2 separate regions of the Zea mays genome follow, and region 2 is linked to region 1. A link is a contact called in public Hi-C data. All regions are on one chromosome and are shown on one strand. The core of a region is the stretch at or near the end of the contact, and the rest is flanking DNA. Distances in the headings are between cores, read along the strand shown.

What was found. Hi-C and Micro-C count contacts between places; a contact is called where the count stands out from the background.
Region 2: a contact with region 1 is called in a Hi-C map of ear, with 2.0 times the contacts expected there. The contact joins the promoter of LOC103627503 here to the enhancer-like site in region 1. A contact is called at or near these places in 3 of 25 Hi-C or Micro-C datasets (ear and leaf).

Annotation. Positions count from the first base shown.
Region 1 is chr5:196,125,425-196,131,428 of Zm-B73-REFERENCE-NAM-5.0, reverse strand. No RefSeq gene overlaps it. Among protein-coding and RNA genes, the nearest start is that of LOC103627501, 20 kb to the right of the region's middle. Within about 2 kb of position 3,933, at least 15 of the 20 cell types and tissues checked have an H3K27ac peak or open chromatin away from gene starts, as enhancers often do. A contact at or near this core is called in ear, where this site is marked.
Region 2 is chr5:196,210,949-196,217,174 of Zm-B73-REFERENCE-NAM-5.0, reverse strand. LOC103627503 (ethylene-responsive transcription factor ERF039) reads right to left here and starts at 4,074. Exons shown (of 1, transcript XM_008647790.3): 1 at 2,655-4,074. The coding sequence starts at 3,770. The coding sequence ends at 3,084.

The sequences.
Region 1 (6,004 bases), core at 2,684-5,183:
GCTTAGCCTCGGGTGAGACAGGGGTGTGTCTGTTGACTAAGGGGACCCTCGGGCGAGGCGTGAATTCCTCCGGGACCACTGTCCTTGCTGGAGGCTAGGCTCGGACGAGGTCGCGTCCCTTGGTAGGCGAGGCCTTGACTTGAACCGCGCTTCATCAGCCGTGTATGATTTGTTCTGAAGATGTTTTCCAGTCGGGTTAAGGAGCGTTGGGGGTACCCCTAATTACGGTACCCGACACAAAGTGAACACTGCGCGACAGAAGTTAGAGCGCCTGGTGTGGCACCAGACTGTCCGGTGCAGCTACAGGAGAAAGGGTTCCAACGGTCGACCGCTCCAAACCCCAACAGGCGTACTGACATGGCACGCACCGGACAGTGCACAGTACCTGTCCGGTGTACCACCGAACTGTCTGATGTGCCCATCGACAACAAAAACAGCCAACGGCTAGGAAGTGGTTGGAGGCTATAAATACCCCCCAACCACCTCCTTCAATGACATCCAAGTTTTCTAAACTCCACATTCATTGCAAGAGCAAAATACTTCACTCCAAGACATATTCCAAAGATCAAATCCTCTCCAAGTTTTAAAATCAACTCAATCGCTCAGTGACTTGAGAGAGAGAGTGTGTTTATTTTTCTTTTGTTGCTCTTGTTGCTTGGATTGCTTTCTCCTTTCTATTCTTAATTCTCTAAGTGCTTTGTAAAGCTAGCAAGAGACACCTAAGTGTGTGGTGATCCTTGCGGGTCTTAGTGACCCAAGTGATTAAGGAAAAGCCTCGACCGGTCTGTGTGACCGATTGAGAGAGGGAAAGGGTTAGAATAGACCCAGCCTTTGTGGCCTCCTCAATGGGGACTAGGTTCTTTGGAACCGAACCTCGGTAAAACAAATCATTGTGTCCACTTGTTGATCTTCACTTGATTTGTTTCCCTTCTTTCCTCTCTCTAAAGTTCTCTTGCTCATATTGATGTGAGTTTGCTCCCAAACGTTATCCACATTGATTGAGTAACTCTAAGCAAGGAGAACTATCTTTCGAACACGGATTTAATTCTAACGCTAACTCCGGCCTTAGTGTGAGTTTAAGTTTATAAATTTCAGGTTTTGTCTATTCACCCCCCCTCTAGACGACTTTCACTTACCTTGAGAGAGAGAGAGAGAGAGTTAATTCAGTCAGTGCCCTTATATTTATTAGTGTTCAAGAATAGTTTAAGGCTTGGTGTCTCTCTAGTGATGTCAATGATCTTCCAAGCTTGGTGTGGCGCAATGATGACTTGGTGTGCAGGAGACAATAAGAGTCTTTACTTAGTGGACAAACTTCATATATAGTGGACGACACCTTGGCCACCAAAAGAGTTGGATGACAAGTGGTGATCCTTAGTAGCTAGCGACACTTGCCTTGGTTGATGGGAGCCTTTATGTTAAGCCCAACACCATGAGCATGGGGAGGCTTGGTGACTATGAGAATACCTTAATAGAGCTCCAACATGGACTAAGGGTTGTGTTTGGCAATTCAAACCATAGGGTGACTAGAAGAATACTTAAATAGAGCTCTAACATGCACTCTAGAAGGCTATTTTCGTTGTCTATCTTTGGCTAGCGAGAAATTTGGAATAAAAATATAGCTATATTTGAATAACCAATTAAAGAAGTTGTTGGAGGGCATTTTTTCCATCAAAATCTTTATTTCCAACCATTATAAAGAATATAGAGAATCTCTTTGAGTTGCTCTTAGGTGGTTGAGGAATGGTGTTTTAGTATACATGTATTCATTTTTTTAATATTTGTTCTCGATTATTAGTGTTGTGTAGATTCTTATTGAACATTTACATATGATATCTTAGATATGCCTTATCAAAGTTGTTCCATAGTCATACAATTGTATGGTGGTTTTGTCACAACTGTGTTTCAAGGGAAGTATGTTATCCAAAATTTTACCCTTTTGTGACTAGGAGTAAAATGGTCAAAGTAGAGGCTGGAAAGTCAACAATAGTGTCGCAAACTATATAGCATACCAATAATGAAAAACAAGGTGCTCGTTTGCTATTATTCCAAATAAATAAAGATAAGATTATAATTTCTATGAGTTGCAGATAAAAAGATCTTCACCAAATTTAAAAGCGGACATACATACAAATTTAAAAAATAAATGGATAAAATAAAGAATTTTCAAATAGTTATGTAGTTACACTAAGTCTATATATCTAGAAGTTACACCAAAATAATGATTGTAACTTTAATGTAAGTGTGGTGTAAACCGAACAAAATTTTATAATAGCTACAAATTAGGTGTAAGAAAAGAAAAGGTAACATATAGCTAAAGGGCGGGATGGATGGTTAAAATAAAGTCAACCACATGCATGCGCCACTAGCACACCATAAGCATGCAATGTCAGCATACCGGCACAAAATGACGTAAGAGTATAGATCTAGCATTTGACTAGATCTCTACTAAATTTATGACAGCTAGACACTATAACGGCACGGCATATGGTGTTTTAGCATAGGCTGAAATCATTCGAGTGCTAGGTACCAAACTAAACACCCTAGCGCTATTTAGCATTTTAATTTTCTCGTTTATTTAAGGGTTAGCTAGCTCGTGAACGGAGGGAAAACTTAAAATCTCCGGAATTTGGTTCAAGTGTCAAGTCCCATAGATTCAGAGCATGCCCATGGATTGGCTCATGGGCGCCTGTGTACGTGTGATGCTGCCTATATGTGCGTAGGCTTGAAACAGCTAGCGAGCTTAATGAAGTAGTACTGCCAGGACCGACTTCTGTTCGCTAGTACGACGACCTACTAGAGGAGAGAGCACTAAATTAGGCTCGTGCAGCGATTAAAAATATGCCCCGAATCTTCCACCCAGAGATCCTGAAGATTTGGATCTTGCTCGCTACATATATACGGCCAGCAGAGGCTTGCTACAATAATGCAAACCGCATATACGTACGTACGACACCGACGATGTGATGGAAAAGCACATCGCCGGCCGCTAAGTACACGTGTTGTTGTTGCTGCACTGCATCACTGTGTAAGCAGAAGCTCGGCGCATGTGATTATAGTGGTGGTAAAAGGCGACTGGATCGACCATGAATAATCAGCTCCCGTTGCTCTCGCTCTCATCGATCAAGCATGTGCGCCCTTAGTCTACATTATGCTTATTAATTAGGAGTCAAGAACAACCGGAAGAGCACGTAGTACTGACGTACTGTAGCTGCACTGCGCGCCGCGCGGGATTCCCTGACCAGATCCCGTATTTTGAGACGCCCGTGCCCGTAGTATATCGCCGTCAACCGTTTCCACAGGCGGTCGACATGAATACGTGTATCCCAGCTCACCGATCGGCGACCTGCCGGAGGAAAAAGAAGCCGGCCCAGCTTGTTTAATGGTTCTCTCTCGCGCGCGCGCCCCGGCCTCGCGATTTGCATATATTGTACAAATAAATAAACAAACCGCCACCAATGCAATTACTTTATTGTTTATATATTACTCCCTCCGTTTCTTTTTATTTGTCGCTGGATAGTGCAATTTCGCACTATCCAGCGATAAATAAAAAGAAACGGAGGGAGTAATAATCTCGCGCATCGCCAGTGCTCGAACGCCTTTTCCAAAGCTAGCTGGTGCGCTGGCTCGCGCCCAGTCGCCCGGCCCTAGCTAGCTAGCCTCACATGAACACTGACTGATAAGCGAGTAAACCCCTAAACAAACCACCCTCATGTGCCTCGCGCGCACCACTAACCTCGCCGATCGAACTTAAACTAAGACCAGCAATTGGCACGCGCGATGGCAGATTCGAGGAAGCGTCCGCGAGGGGTAGCAGTTGCAGTCCACTGAAAGCTCGATCGATCGGCTTGCCAGCAGGTAGCACGGCTTGATGGGCAGCGTACAGCATGGCACTGTCGTCCGATGCGGACGCCACGTACGGTACGGTTTCTCTGCAGCAGCCAGTGCGGAACGACCGCGCCACAGGCCGGCCGGGCTCCAGAGACACCTCATCGATCTCTGCACGCTACTGTTCATGTACTACATACAGTTTATGCAGACGTCTATATATGGCAGGTGAGACCGCTGTACATACAGTTTGTGCTACTGCACGTTTGGGGTCTGGTCGACGGTACGCAGCAGTGTTACTGTATATATATGTACCGATCAGAGGGTCGTAGTCCACGTTTCTCATGCATGCGCGCGGGGTACGGTGGGTGGGTGCGCGCGCGGTTGTTGTTGCATTGCAAAAGAGGCATGTGGTCGTCGACCGATGGATCACCCTTTTTTTAGGCACCCATTCCATACAGCATGTAGGTCGATCGGCTAGCTACGTGGCGTGGATAATTACGTGTCGTCCTTTCTTTAACGTGCACATACACTTTGTTCCCAGACAAAAACAATTACGTGAATATAAACGCTCATGCACACTTTACATCCTGTGGCTAGCTTAGCTTGCTAGCTGCTAGTGCTTTTCCATACGGATTTGTCGTAGCTAAAGTAGTGAAAAGAGGATTATTGAGAGACGGCGATCCTTGCATGCATGGGCCGCCAGATAATCTTATAAATTGGCAGGGACCGACCGTTCGATGGTGTCATATCATACATCAATCCATCATTATTGAGTTCACAATAAACATTAGGATCGTCCGCCCAAATCTCATAAGCTAGACGTACGACCTCCTTAATTAGGTCTCTGATGTACGTATAAGTCTGCGACGACCTAGTCCAATGTAGAGAGTAGAGACATGCATGTACAGCCAGATCACACACTGGTAGCGGAAAGTTTTATAACACAATTAGCAATAAATACAAATAGTTTCTCTAAAATATCAATGGATCTCCTTAATGAAAGACTAAGGGTATGTTTGGTTTAGCTTTATGAGCCAGATTCGTTGCCAAAAAACCAAAATCCCAATCATTAGAGTGCATGGGTTGAATAGATTCTTAAAAATCTACATATTTCGCTAGTTCAATCCAGAATCTCCTTCCCTTGATTTTTCATATTCTCCACGTACAGATTTTCCAAAATATTACCCAATTGCCAAATTGTCATTGTTTATAAGATTATATCATTTTATTTTCTATTCAGGGGCACCACCCGTCGCTCGACTCCCACCCGACGACACCTCCCAGCGACGGCTAAAGGTACCACCACCTCCATACACCTGACTTCAGAGGTCAGTGACGTGGCTTAGCCATCTCTAAACCATCATACATCTTCCCTCCTCGAGCCTTCAGCGTTACTCATCGCCCAACATCCATGTTGCATGTCCATATATCTGATGTTGTCCACCTTGAACACCTCTCTAGCCCTCACTTTGATGTTGTGATGTTCTGATCCAGGTGGATTGTGTTATATCCTGCTCCAAGGCTTAATAGAATTAATAGAGTATTTATAACAATAAGGTACATCTTCATTTTTAGAAGTCTGTCTCAAAAGAACCTCTGGGTTAAGCGTGCTTGGCCTAGAGCAATCTTGGGATGGGTGATCGACAGGGAAGTATCCTCAGGTGCACATGAGTGAGGACAAAATGCGCACAAAAGACTCGTGTTAGTCTGTGAGGATGATCTATGATCCTAGAGGGTGTTAGAAGTAAGTATCGTCGATCCAACAGTGGACAGGGTATTACAGATGCTTAGTGATTGTGAGGCTCCATCCCCATGAAAAGACAACGATACAACATCTATCGTTTTAGCTGCTACAACAACTATACATGCTAATCATGTAGGCATTATGCACGCGTTGGACTAGCAAACGTGACTACAACGATGATGCTTGGGCCTAGCATTGTGGGGGTAAGACCCCACTGCATATCGTATTGTCCTCTTGTTGGTGATGGCGTGTCGTTGAATCAGCTCATTCAAGATGTCAGGGTGACATGATCTCTCCTGTTATATTGCTAACATATCATGGTCTTACATAATCTATAGTTGTTGGGCCCATGCTTCGTTGCGCCGAAGGCCTTGTGTGAAGAAGCAGCTTCGGCTGAAATCGTCCCCAGGAAATGGCCGAAGGTTCCTTTTT
Region 2 (6,226 bases), core at 2,825-5,324, 86 kb before region 1:
CGAATTATCGCAGGAAATGCACTGAACACGGATCCCGGCCGTATCCCGGGGATGGTGAAACCACGGTTTACAAAACCGGTAAAAACCGGCGGTAAACCGGTCGGTTTACCGAAACCGCCGGGGTGCGGTTTCGGTAAACCACCGGGTTTTTTTCAAAATTCGATCTAAATTTAAAAAATTTGAAAAAAATCATAAAAACCGAAAACCGCTGATAAACCGTTTTCTGGGACCGGTAAACCGTTATTTAAGACCGGTAAATCGCTAATTTTTGCCGAAAAACCAGATTTAATGCCAAAATTGAGTATTTAGTTGTCAATTTAGGCATAGTATATAGTCTTGTTTACTATTATATGCTATATCTGAAGATAAACCTGTAGCTCAAGTCCAGTTTAAGCATTTATAGAGTGTTTGGTTTGAGGAATCAATCCATCCAAATTAAGGTGGTGCATCATAGGTTCATTTCTCAGATTTGTTGGGATGACACCATTCCTCATATTAATACTAACTAACTAACTATGAGGAATGAGATGGTGATGGATCAACTCATTCTATTCCACGAACCAAACAAAAATAGTGAGGAGTGAGAAGATGATGAACTAGCTCATTCCTCAAACCAAACACCCCATCAGTGGTCAATTTCGGTTTCATTTCCTGTCCAAGATGGAATTCGTGGATCAAGTAGCTTCAGTTCTTCTAATAACTATCCATCTAGACAAGACTCAATCTAGAACCCTTAGCTCGAGTTCTTCTATATGTGTTCCTAATATTTGCTGATCGAAAGAAAAGTCCAACAGTTGGTGAGGTGCACATGCAATACACAAACACCAAACACACATACCAGTATATTTTTTTCCTTGTGGATAAATATTTATTTGTCGTTCTTGTTTTCTCGTTAATGTATCTCATATATTTTGTATAGACCTATCACTATCACTATAACGGATTGGAACAATATCACGATCCTTCCAACATGCCTTAGTACTATCACTATGACTCGAGATAAACATGTGAGTATTGTGAAAAAAGTCGATCTATGTGTCGTTATCTCGTTGGAGAGTTGTAAAAGAACTTGTATTTGAGTATTGTGAAGTTCGTTGGTTGTTTGTTGCATGAGAACTGAAGTTTATGGTTGTATATGTATGTTATATGTTATTTTGGTGAACACATGTCGTGTGGATCAATTAATATTTACTATGCAATATGAATTGAGAAAACTACAAATAAATCTTGTCAAAAATTTTCATTTTCTGTAAAAAAACAGCAAAAACCGGTTCGTTTCGCGGTTAACCGGCGGTTTAGAGCGGTTTTTCACCGGTTTTTCGCCGGTAAACCGTTTCGAATTCAAATTAATTTGAATTGGTCAAACCGGTCGGTTTTTACCGGTTTACCGTTGGTAAACCGTACCGGTGGGTAGCGGTTTTTATATATGAAACGGTTTTGTAAACCGTGGGTGAAACACATACTTGATTCGATTAAAATGTACGGTACAGCATAATATATATAAGAGATGAAATGAGAGCAGCAAGAAGCACCCACGACTGTACGTGCGGCATATATCAAAGATCTCGTGCACGGAAAACATGGACGACTCGCCAACAGTGTACAGAGCCGCCCCGTACAGCACGACCCGGGCCTGACGTACGCTGCCAGCCACCCGTGCTCACCTCGCTCCGTGGCGGTGTACAGCCACACCACGATCGCAAACAAGCCTGCCGCTGTGTCGTCGTGCATGGTTGCCGTGCGTGCCAGCACCAACTGTCCTCCGCGCGCGCAAAGGTCCAAAGGAGCAGGATGGTATGGTGGTCACTTGGTCAGGTCAGCAGCACTCAGGCATTAACTCGTCACTCAAGGTGGATAAAGCGAGCGAGCTGCTGCTGAGGGCGACGACGACGACGAAGAACAGGACGGACGGACGGACGGGAGGCACGCCCTCGAGATCTCGCCTTATCCTCGCGGTACGATCGACGTCGCCCGTCCCCCCGGCCCGGCCAGGAAACCGTGCCATTTATGCGGGCGCAACCACCGCGCTGTCCTCTCCACTCCACGCCCCGGCCCCGCTGGTGGCGCCGTGTGTGCGTCTATCTATGGCCCGCCGCTAGCGTAGAGGAAAACGTCCAAGGCGCCACCGCCGATCGAGCGGTGCCGCGCGCGCGCGTAGCACCGGTCGTGTGCGTGCATGAACGCCATAGTGCAAACGACGGCACGCGCGCGCGATCGATGGGCCAGGACGTGCAGCGCCACCGCCCACCGCTCTCCTTCGCGTCTTACGTACAGCCCGGCCGGGCGCTCTGCCGGGATTCATGCATGCACGCCGCTTTCCGCGCCGTGTCGCCGCCGCTCTCGACCGCGCGCGCGCGCCTTGCTCCGGCCGGTCGCCATCCCACCCACGGCTTTTGGTTTAGGGTGCAGGTTGCATTGCATTGCATGGGGCCGTCGTTGTTGCGTACGTGAAAAGGCCTGCTCGGGTGAATTTCTTCGCTTCTTTCGCTGACGATGGGTGCGCGCGCTTTTTATTTCGTGCTGGGCTGGAGATGATCGGTGGACGAATCCGGCCGTAATTTAAAAGGTGCATCATCTTTCGCTAAAGCGTCTCGTGTGGCATTAGTCCGAATCGGACTAGAACGCCTTTAAATATATAGCACTAGTGTGCCTGCTACAACTACAAAAAAAAAAAAGATTCAGTATAACCCCTTTGAGCAACGGAGAATGAAAGGAGCTAGATGCGCGGCTAGTCTTGCCGCTGCACCATATTCTTGTCCCACAATCCAAGCAAAGACAGACGACCAGACTGGAGGGAGCGAAAGGAACGTGCTGGCCGGGGTCGACGAATGATTTTTCTTTTATACATGTGGTTTGCTTTCTAAATCTGTAGGAGCAGACGCAAAGGAGAAATGGCTCTAATTTGGTTCCATTCCAGCTGGTCCAACTCCAACGCTGCTCCATGGTTTACATCGATTGCGCTCTGGTCCACCGCCGCAATTACAGCCCATAGCTAGGCCGTAGATGGCCACACACCAAGCAGCAGCAGCTCGAAGCCGCGCTTGATTCTCGTCGACTGAGCAAAACAGTCTATTTCACTGCACTCAGTACTCCCACAGCAGCGGCTCCTCCAGGCGGAACAACGCGCCGGCGCCGGCGCCGGCGCCGGAGAAGCACGCGTCGTCGTACCACGACGGCGCGCACGAGAGCTGGCACGACGAGGCCCCGTGTCTGAGGTCGAGGAGGAGGTCGGGGAGGTCGAACAGAGCGTCGTCGGGGTTGTCCAGCTGTGGCGGCGGCGGCGGCGGCGAGGCGGACGCGGAGTCGGCGGCGGCGGCCGGGCCGTCGTCGGGGTCCGTGGCGGCGGCTGCATTGGCGGGCGCCTGGAAGTCCGCGGCCGCGGCGAGCGCGGCGGCGGCCTGGACGTCCTTGGGCGCGGCGGTGGCCGGGCGGGGCAGATCGTTCGCGAGCTCCGGGAAGTTGAGGTGCGCGGCGCGGCCCTTGATCGCCAGCGCGGCTACGTCGTGGGCGCGCGCCGCCATCTCGGCGGTGGCGAAGGTGCCGAGCCAGATGCGCGACTTCTTGCGCGGCTCCCGGATCTCCGACACCCACTTGCCCCAGGCCCGCATGCGCACGCCGCGGTACGTCGGGTGGTGCCCGTCCTTGCTGCGCCGCCGCTTCTTGCTGCCCGCGGCGGAGGATTCGGAGGACGACGCGGTTGGGGACGCAGGAGCCTCAGCAGAGGACGAGGACGTGGGCTCGGAGCCGGAGGAGGAAGAGTCCATGGCCATGGCTCGTCCCTTTTTTTCTCCTGCTGTTGTGGGGGGTGTTGGTGGAGTTGGTTGGCAGCGGAGAGCCGCTGCCGGGGGAGGACTGTGACTGTGTGAGGACGAGGGCACGAGGCGAGTGTGGCGTGGTGTGGTGAGGTGGGAGCTGAGAGTGCGGGAGCGAGGGGATTTTATGATGAGGCAATGAGGTGTAGGGAGACGTGGAAAGAGGAAAGCAGCTGCTCCGTCGCTCTTCCCTGCGGGCAAGGGCAAGGGAACAGTGGCAGTGCAGCGGGGAGAATGCCGATTGACGATGGGACACTGCGACACAACATCACTGGTTTTTGGGGGCCTAAGCTTTGTTTCTAACCCTCTCTGTCGTCTACTCTCCCAAATTAAAATTCATTTTACCATTAAAACTTAATGTTATATATATATATATTATCATCTATTTGATTATACACATAAAAATCGAAGGCTAGAACGACTAGAAACATGGGACAGAGCGAGTATTATTTATCGCTATAGAAAATGTACTAGTTACTTTCAAAATTATAAAATAGAAAGAACATTTATGTTTCTAAATTTTCAAAATAGATTCAATTATATATCTAATAGTACTAACTATATATTATAGATGTTAATATTTTATTCATATTTAGATAAACTTGTTAGGTATATTTGACTTCTTGGAAAATAAGAACCATAAATAAAAAGCGATGGAGGGAGTACCTGCTTACACATTACATGAAACTGTAACATGCATGATCCGATTATCTTAGAAACATTTCAGATATAAATTCTCTGTCGAAAATGTTTCTCAGTGGAAATAGAATCACTCAACAAGAATCAACAAAACCGTTTGTCTATATTGGTTAGAAGTCTTCTTAAAAAATAGAATCACTGTAAAAAAAACTCCTATTTGGGTGATTCTCATTTAAAAGCAAGAAACGACGTCTATGAATGTTTCATTCTGGTCATTCACTTTAAAAAAATTAGAAACGTTTCTATCATCCAAACACATCCTTAAACACTTAACACCAAGTATATTCCAAAGTCCCATGTACAGACACATTTTAGTTCTTTTTTCACGTCAGTATTGTGGCCTTGTGGGCACCCTTTTGCTGTCACGTCCTGCCAAATGCGTCGTCAAATCGCAGAGCTGTTTTGTAATAATATTCTCTGAAAACCACCGTTCTGATTCCCGTACAGCATACTGATGGGAACATGTAAATACCGTAGCATACGTTGTAGTAGTAGTACATAGCAATCCGGTCGTGGAATGGAACGTGTGTACGTAGTACGTACGCGTCGTTGCTGGGCATTGACGTATTGTAGAGAACTACTGGTGTTCACTACTGGAACAATGGTAGATTTTTAAATGAGCGTGATTTCAGTCGAACCACGTGCGATTTTTAAACTGTAGTTCAATAGTTGTCCAAACAGCCGGATCTGCTGGGCCGGTATGGGCCCGATAAAAAAACACGGCCCAGGTCCTATGCAGCACGATAATATCTTATGCCCCTGTCTGGTCTTAGCACCATCATATTTGTGCTCGAGCCTATACATCAGTCCATACCAGGGATGACAATGTACACGTACCCTTTAGATAGTGGTTATCCATATTCATACTCACGAGATAAAGTTATACCGTGAAGAAACATGTATCCGCTCGCGAATATGAAATTGTACCCATATCCACACCCGCATGGGTAAAAAAACCGTCGGGTAACTTATACCCGATTAGATACCCACTAAACACATATTGAATATCACAAATATAATAAATATATGTCATATTTAAAATTATAAATCGTCAAATATGAGTAAATAAAAGAAGAAAATATAATGAATAATGTAGAAACATGCAAGTTGATCATATTTTTTTTGCTAATATACATTTATATGTACTTAATTGAGTAGATTATATCTATGGCTGGGACAGGTGTAAAATACTCGTGGGTACATGGGTATGGGTAGTACATACCTATACCTGTACCCGTCTACCTGTTGGGTACAATATCATGCCTATTAACGTACCCACGGGTAAAGAATTTATCCCATACCAGCCCTTATGTCGGGTGAAACCCGTTGGGTATACGGGTTTCGGGTACCCGTTGCCATCTCTAGTCCATAGTGTCATCACCGAAACATTCCATTCTAAGGTTGTCTTCAGTGGATCATGAAAAATGGGGAATTTGCACTGTAGATCACGTTGTTTGCGGAGTGAAGATTGAAATAGTGGATGAGACAGGTAATGGGATGGGGGAGCTGCTAGGGATAGCCTAAGGTTGTCTCCAGCTTCTGTCTGTTGCATCTCATATCTTATCTTATATTTTTAAAATTCACTCTATAAACAATACATACACTCTACAATATAAAACAATGTTTCGAACGACTATATGTACGGTTTGCCGGAGATATCCTAACAACGGAAACAAGAGCGGCGTGACTCTTAGGCTCTGTTTGGAAGCTTAGTA